2 separate regions of the Mus musculus genome follow, and region 2 is linked to region 1. A link is a contact called in public Hi-C data. All regions are on one chromosome and are shown on one strand. Each heading gives the region's core, a stretch centred on a gene start, on an enhancer-like site or on the middle of the called end of the contact. The rest is flanking DNA. Distances are from core to core; before and after follow the strand shown.

Region 1 (4,212 bases), core at 1,027-3,526:
CATGTCCTGGTCTCGCATCATGGGAACCCTGCTGCTACATGCCCCCTGCCACTACAAACAGGCCTGTTCCAGCTGGCGTGCCTCCATCACCATGGAGGACTGTAGTCTCTGAGAGTAAGGTGTAAAATAAATCTACCCTGCTTCAAGCTGCTTTGTCAGGAATTTGGTCTCAGACACAAGAAAGTGACAAATAACCACACTTTGTGAGACAGCTGCTCTGGTTTGACCCTGTGTAAATCATAGCCTAAAAGAAGTTACCTCCTTTGAACCACATTAGACCCTATGAGTTAGTCATTAGTATCCCTGATCTAAAAAGCAGGGCTCTGAGGCTCAACTAGGCTCCATGTACCTGTATTTAGCAAGGCAGTGAGAGTCCAGGAATCAGCCAGGGAGTGGAGTCCAAAAAGGACCCAGGAATTGGAGCCAGGAGCTTCGTCTTAAACAAAACAATTACAGTACTTTCATCAGTTCTGAGGATTTCATACATGCATGCATAGAAAGTATTTCGATTATATTCAGCTTCTAATCCTCCCCCGACTCCTTGCAGTTCCCCCTCCAATTCTCCCCGCTCCCAATGTTGTTTCCTCTGTTTTTAATTTTTAATTTAACTCACTGAGTCTGATTGTGTTGCCCATATACTCTCAGATGCGGGGCTTTCCACGGGAGTGTGGTCAACCTACCAGGTACCATACTTACAAAGAAAGCAGCCTGACTATCCCACCCCAAGAAACCATCAACTGTCAAAAGCTAAGAGTATTGGTTTATGACCCCCCTCCCTTCCATCTTTTGCAAAATTTATCTTAATATATATATATATATATATATATATATATATATACATATACATACACACATATACATATATATGTATATAAAGAAAGGGCCTCACAATGTAGCCCTGGCTGACCTGAATTTGTTATATAGACCAGGCTGGCCTGTAAACTCACAAAGACCTGCCTGTCTCTGACTTTCCCAGTGTTGGAATTAAAGGCTTATATCAACACATCTAGCCCTTATTTTTTTTTTTTTTTTTTTTTTTTGATGCAGAGCCTTATGTAGCCCAGACTGGCCTGAAGCTAGCAGGCATGAGCCAAGTGTAGTCTTCAATTTCGATTTTTCTGCCTCTACCTTTTGAGTAATAGAATTAAAGGCCTGTGCCACAATTCTAGTTTTAAGCAGTGCTGGGCATTGTACTCAAGCTTTCTTGCATGCTAGGAAAGAACTCTAGCAACTGGGCCATAATAGCCCCTATTACAATTATGAACACATATTCATTGTACAAATCAATGCACCTTGTGTTGCTATAGCCATATAGGTATATATGGCAATTTGATCATAGGTACCCTCCCTTTTACCTCTCTTGTCTCCTCCCCCTGGACCTTTTCTGTCCAAGGAATGGGAGCTTCATCTTGCCAAGCCACCTCTGCATTGTCTCCTTTTTCTTTCACTGAAGGTCAATAACAATGAACCATGAGCTTGCCCTTGACACTACAGAGGCATGGGTTAAATCCCATCACTTCCAGTTACACTTCTAAACCTGGTTCCAGTCCTGGCAGAACTACCTTGAGGCTGTGCAATTGTCTTCTCTGAGCCTGTGTTCATGGTGGGGACCAAGGACAGGCTTGGAAGCATGAGATGGCAGCAAGTGTCAGTCACAATGCTTGATGGAAATCAACTAGCCTGTTAAGAGTCTCTCTCTTCCTCTTCTCTTCTCTTCTCTTCTCTTCTCTTCTCTTCTCTTCTCTTCTCTTCTCTTCTCTTCTCTTCTCTTCTCTTCTCTTCTCTTCTCTTCTCTTCTCTTCTCTCCTCTCCTCTCCTCTCCTCTCCTCTCCTCTCCTCTCCTCTCCTCTCCTCTCCTCTCCTCTCCTCTCCTCTCCTCTTCTCTCTCTTTTCCTCTCTCTCTCCCCCCTCTCTTCTTTCTCCCTCTCCTTTCTTCCCCCCCTCTACCCATTGAAGCCTACTGTAGCTCTCATACTCACTGCTATCCCATAACAGCCTGGGCAGACAAAGTTGACCGAAGTTGACAAAGGTGGTTCGAATCTTGCCTGTGGCTGTAGCTCTGAGACCTGAAGAAAAGTGTATACTCTCTCCATTTCCCTTCCTGAGGTTTGCAAGGCCCCTTTTCAGGGAGAGTGGGTATTTCAATTCAGAGAAAATAGCCACAGGAAAGTTACAATTACAATTGGCTGATGAGTCAGAGCTCTTGGGAAACTCGGTGTACAGCTTCCATGGCTCCAACCCGGGATAGCTCAGAGGTCAGGTACTTCCAGAGGGTTAAGAGTTTCAGGCCCTGCTCTTGGTGTTAAGGACTTATTTCCTCTTCCTGTGTCTGAGTCACAGAAGTCTATGTCAATTTGTCTTAACTGACAGGATCCCACACACTGGGCCTGTGTGTGACTGTGATGTCAACCTCACTTAGGCAAAGAGGAAATGGAGCGTGTCAGGGCCATGACAGAACACATTAGAGGCAGGAAACCATCATGAAGCAGTGCATCCCAGCACTGCTGCACATCAGAATCCCTCAGGAACTTAGAAAGGATACACTAAGAACCAAGTCCTAGTTGGGGTTTGAATAGAAACCTGCCATTCAAGTCTGTTGGGTAGACTTCTTACCTACTCCCCATGGAGTAGATGTCACCTACTTAGGATTACCTGCATCCAGAGTTCTGTGTATCTTTTTTTAAAGACTTAATTATTTTCTATAAATATACTGTAGCCATCTTCAAACACATTTCAGAAAGGGCATCGGATCCCATTACAGATAATTGTGAGTCACCATGGGTTGCTGAGAATTGAACTCAGAACCTCTAGAAAAGCAGTCAGTGCTCTTAACCACTGAGCCATCTCTCCAGCACCTCCCCCAGCCCCCACCCCCAGCCCTGTGTATCTGATTCCTTAAGAAGACTTATGAAATTCAGACTGCAACTCCCCATCTGGACAGTTCTCCTACAGAAGGTTTTTGTAGAGCCTAGGAATCTGCATTTCAAGAGGTCTCTAAAGAGGATACTGGATGGTACCAGTTCTGAGATGTATTCATTCATATAACTAGTACCCTACCAAGTCTCTGCAAAAAACAATGTGTCTACTGCTTTGCAGGGAGCTAATACGAAGAAGATCCTGTTGTGTAAACGTCTAGACGCTGTTAGCAAACATCTACTCAACAATAGGGACCAACTGACACACTCAAGTCTCCCTTGGTGAGCCAATGAGTTTATCTGGCTCGCTCACAGCATCACCAATGATTCTGAAACACTCCTGGAAAGCCCCACTTTAGGCTGGGTGATGGCTTCCCCCATAGCTCTGTTGCTGCTAATTTATATCAACTTGCTGCAAGGTGAAGTTATCAGAGAGGAGGGAGCCTCAATTGAGAAAGTGCTTGCATAAGATAGGGCTATTGGCAAGCCAGTAGGGCATTTTCTTAATTAGTGACTAATGGGAGAGGGCCCAGACCATTATGAGTGGGCAGGTGGCCCTGGGTTCAATAAAAAAGTAAGCTGAGCAAGCTATTGGGAAGCAAGACAGTAAGGGGTTCGTTCCTCTTCTAGTCTCTACATCAGCTCCTGTCTCCAGGTCTCCACCCTCCACAACAAAGGAAAAGGAAAACTGACAAATCTTTAGAGAACAATGGGCAAGCTCATAGGATACACCTTGCTGGTTTTTTGGTAGGTCACAGAGAGCAGTCCCCAAGGTGGGATTTGACTATCATGTTCTTCCCAGAATGGAATGGACTGAATTGTTGAGCAGGCAAAGGACAACGTTAATTGTGAAGTCCCAACATGGGAGTTTATATTGTCATACAAGAAAGGCTTAAGGATAATGTGAATGTCCAGAGGCCCGGGCTTTGTAATATAGTGCATGGTACCTTTGCAAGTCAGTGCCTCTGTGCATTGGTGAAATCGGAAAACACCAGTCTATGATTCTTTGGAATAAATCTTTCCTCTCCATTTCCTCTACGCATTTTCTCAGTGCATGCCCAGGTTCGTTATGCTAAGTTTATTTTCCCATTCTCTGACCACATTAATGGCCTGTGGTTTCCATAAGCTGTTTAAAAGTGAAAACAACCTTTAGAGGAGCTAAGCCGAAGTCTATTTTCGAAGAGAACTCAGAAGTGGTTATGACGCCGATAGACACTGCTTTTCCTGCTCTCTTTTTTTGCTTTGCTTTTCAATGGTTTGGGGGGCTTGCATTTAAGGAGGCCAGCATGCTTGGTCT
Region 2 (4,212 bases), core at 925-3,424, 110 kb after region 1:
AGATGTCAGCTGAAATATGATCTCATTTCAAGGTTTAACTGGACAAGTATTTACTACTTCTAAGTTCTTTGGGGGTTGTTGGCAAGATTCAGTTCCTCAGAAGGGCTGAGGGTCTTAGTTGCTTACTGGCTATTGGATGGAATTCGTCTTAGGTCTCGGTCATGTAGGGATTCCACAGGGCAGCCTCCCATTAACACAGTATGCCTCTCTAGAGTCATTGCCTTGTGGATGCTGTGGCCATTTGCTAACTTCATCTTGAAAAGAGGAGACCATCCCTTCTGCTGTGCTCTGCAGGGAAGGCAGCAGGTCCCTTAGCTCCAGCCTACACTCAAGGAGAAAAGAACCCAAGGATATGAATCCCACAAGGGGCAGAGAGCTGTGCTAGCAACCATCTGCCATGACCTAGAGCTTTTCAGTAAGCACAGTGAGCCTGCCTCATCTACAGACTCTACATCAGCAGTTTCAGCAAACGTCGATGAGGAAATACGGGGGGCGGGGGGGGGGATTACATGACCATGAAGACTTTTAAAAAGATTGATTGATTGGTTGATTGATTGATTGCACACTGTAGCTGTCTTCAGACCCACCAAAAGAGAGCATCAGTTCTCATTATGGATGGTTGTGAGCCACCATGTGGTTGCTGGGATTTGAACTCATGACCTTAAGAAGAGCAGTCAGTGCTCTTCACCACTGAGCCATCTCTCCAGGCCCTGAATGTGAAGACTTTGATTTGCTTTCGTGATTTGCTAGACAGTCGAAGAGCACAGTATCATGTGGTACTTGGTGGAACAAATAATCTAGGAAAAAAAAAAGTCTATGGGGAAATGTGTGTAGGTTCTATGTAGGTTCTATGTTGGAGTCCGTGGAGAGCTTCAGAATCAGCCTCCACAGATGGTCAGGGGTGACCAATGGTACCAGGTTTTATGACCAAGTGTGAAAATACTTCAGAAGTCATCATGTAAATGGAAGGACTCAACTGGTTTGTTTATCGGGGTCAATAATAATAATAATAATTCACAATTACCTGACATTCTCAGTCTAAAAAACAGGTTGTTCCTCATCGCATAGAGACCAAAAAAACTGCATTGGAAAGACCCATGGAATTTATATTAAGTGTTGATTTGACAGCACATGACTGCATAATATTATTTGGATGGTAGAGTCAAAATGCCCTCCTTTTCTCCGCCTGACTTTCAAGGCACACCTGCAAGCCTTCCTTCCCAGCTGTTTTACAATACCTACATTTTTATAGAGATGTAAATAAAAGTACTTCTTTCGGTTTTCTCATTTAGCAAGATTACAAAAGCATTCGATCCTGCCGTGTCTACTTTATAATTAGTGGCATATATCTTTCTTTTCCTTAACAGCTCTGCAACATCCCCACTTGGTAGATGAATGTAAAAAGCCATTGTTTATTTACCCATCCCTTTACTTCGACACATAAGCTGTTTCAGTGTTTTGCCACTAAAAGCAACGAAGTCATTATCTTTTATGTTTTTCTCCCATAAATGGAATTGTGTCTCTAAAGTCCCAGAAAAGCAATTTGAACACAAACATTTTAATGGTTCTGTGAGTTTGGATTCAAATGAATAGCAAGAAGCCTTTGATTTTCAAATAAGCAAACATTTCTCCATCAGCCACAGGCTGAGTTCCCTATGCGCAGTTAACGATGTCTGACTTTTTTTTTTTTAATGTCAGAGCATCTAACCTTGAAGCTGAAGGAACAAGAGTATTAAAATTGTGAGACTTTACAAAAATATTTAGACTCAACCTATTTTAAGTTTTTATAAATTGACTTTTGTGAGGCAAGAGATGTTGCATCCCGTTTAGATTTCACTTGAGACATACATGGAGGGCAGGCAAGGTTCAGTGTCTTCTCTATTAATCCCCACAGCGCCCCCTGCAGTTCATGTTCTGCACAGCAGCAAAAAGAAAGGCTCAGAACAAATGGACTTTCCTTTCGCAGGTGATCACTGTCCCCCATCCTTGTCCCCATCCGGTCCCGCAGTGACATTCGTGAGTCTGATAAGCGCCTGGACGTGGGAAAGGAAACCATAGGTCCTTGTTTCTAGGGAAGATGCTCCTCTAACGAGAGTGCCGCTAGGTAGAAGCAGTTTTACCCCAGCAACTAGAAAGCTAAGGGATTTCGCAAATGCGGGTTTTGCCCTGGTAACTAGCTTATTTAGCCAAAAATTATGAAGCAGAGTTACGTAACACTTAAGTAGGCAGGTCTCAAACCCTCACAAATACTCTCATTGTTTAACATTCTGCCAGACCATTCTGACTTATAAAATATATATTTATCCTTTCGTTGTGAAAACTACAACCCTTATTTTTCAGACCCAGAAGACTTACAGGACAGGTCAGCATGTGTGACTGACAGGAGTCGATTGAATAGATTTGCGCCACAAAAAGTTGCTGGCTGAACCACTATTTGAGCTGTAGCGCCCTCTGGTGGAAGGCGGGTGGATTGCCTTCTTCGGGCACATTTTCCTGATTTCACTCATGTCTCTCATGTCTTGTGCCCCAGGTAAAAGAGGCCATGCAGCGCATCCACGACCGAGGGAACATCGGGAAGTTAATTCTGGATGTGGAAAAGACGCCGACCCCGCTGGTAAGTGGAACGTAGAGGGAACTACCCAGCTCAACACCAAAGACAAACCGATGGATCGTCAGAAGTAGTCAGAGCTGGTGTCCGAGGAAATACAGGCAGTTTGCAAGCTCTCCCATGATGCCAGAATGAGGGATTAGCCACGGACTAATGAAAGTGGAGATGGAAAAATTAAAGTGTTTGAGAAAGACAGGAAAATTGCTGAGTGGGGACAGACAGAAAATGGATAGGAAAAAACCAAACATTTACAACTGTTATGTCTAGGCACCAATGCAAAGGCTTCCTAGCTAATCTTAATGCACATACATGGACCCAACAGATTGGTGCTCACTACCTTCAGGATTCTTCTGGTATTCCTCTTGAATTCACTTGCTTTCGTCGGGAGAAAATCCTAATATCCAAGCAACCCACAAGAATACAGCACATAAGATTTACCTGGTCCCAAACTAGCATCTTTGGGGGACAGATGGCATAGGATGTAGCCTTGAACCTCTGAGTGCTTGCATTCAAAGCTGGGTTCTCAGTCCCATTTGCAACCTGGGAAAGTTTAGCCCACCACCTTTGGTCCTATTTATAAGCAAGAGACTGACAGGTTCCTCTCAGTCAGTTAGAAAGGCAGGTGCTGAGTATGGCCCACCCCTCTAAGTTCTAGGTAGGCCAAACAAAGAAAGTATGGAGGTTTGTGCAGCAGTATCTGCCACTTTCAAGAAATAGAAGTGAAATAAGTAAAATGATCTATGGTTCTCAGCCCAAGTGTATGTTTTCAGAAACAGATTCTTGTCTTCTATAGCTTAGGTGTACCGCAATTTCACTCCACACAAGAGAGTTAAAGGAAGGGTCATTTGTGCCACTTACATTGCTGATAACAACATGAATATAGTTTTTAAAAATATGACATCACAGGACTATTGAAGTAGGGAATGATATTGTGGAATTAGGAAGGAAGAGCTAGGGTCCAAGGACTCCCACGCAAATACACTGTGGTCTACGTAAATATGTCTCTTTCAGTACCGTGCATAGAAGGTTCTAGAGCTGCCCTGGCCAACTATTGCATTTAAACAAACTATCTGGCACTGGCTTTCCATGCAAAGGCAATGCCTGTCTCCACGAACCCATGATGTTCTGATGGTCCTTGGTCTAGGGTTAGGTTTACTTGACCAAGGGTCAGAACCCGTCACATGAAAACCAAAAGATGCTCCCATTTGGGCCAACAAGAGCTCAGCTCTACCCCTGTTGAGTTATAGTTCCTGTTTTCTGAGAATGTTCTTACCCTGACACCCAAAGGAAGAAAGAGACAGTGAAGCATGGGTATTTGAAGCGTCAGTGGTAGGGAAGATGTCTCATCCCTTCTAGATGGAAAGCTAGAATTGAAGGGATGACAACATGAAGTCAAGCTGAATCCAGAACATCGTGAGAATCAGGATGGACCCAAGGAGGTTATCTCCAGAGCTATGAAGTGATGTTAAAGGCGGCAGCAGAGCCTTAGCAGGTACTAGTAAAGGGTATAGAAGGGGTCCTCAGAGAGACTTCTTCCTATAGAATATAGAAATGACCAGTCTGAAAGAAGTCCGTCCCATGATGCTTCAGTCCATCCCATGATG

The links. Hi-C and Micro-C count contacts between places; a contact is called where the count stands out from the background.
Region 2: a Hi-C map of the N1E-115 cell line shows a contact between it and region 1, with 3 times the contacts expected there. The contact joins two enhancer-like sites. A contact is called at or near these places in 2 of 39 promoter capture datasets (HPC-7-derived erythroid cells and liver), 1 of 484 Hi-C or Micro-C datasets (the N1E-115 cell line) and 2 of 9 other capture datasets (adipose tissue and pancreatic islet).

Annotation. Positions count from the first base shown.
Region 1 is chr8:114,260,110-114,264,321 of GRCm38.p6, forward strand. The region is part of intron 3 of Vat1l (vesicle amine transport protein 1 like); the gene reads left to right. Among named protein-coding and RNA genes, the nearest start is that of Vat1l, 57 kb to the left of the region's middle. Within about 2 kb of position 2,277, at least 12 of the 459 cell types and tissues checked have an H3K27ac peak or open chromatin away from gene starts, as enhancers often do. A contact at or near this core is called in the N1E-115 cell line and pancreatic islet, where this site is marked.
Region 2 is chr8:114,367,322-114,371,533 of GRCm38.p6, forward strand. It overlaps Vat1l (vesicle amine transport protein 1 like), which reads left to right. Exons shown (of 9, transcript NM_173016.3): 8 at 2,531-2,614. Among named protein-coding and RNA genes, the nearest start is that of 4933408N05Rik, 18 kb to the left of the region's middle. Within about 2 kb of position 2,175, at least 9 of the 459 cell types and tissues checked have an H3K27ac peak or open chromatin away from gene starts, as enhancers often do. A contact at or near this core is called in the N1E-115 cell line and pancreatic islet, where this site is marked.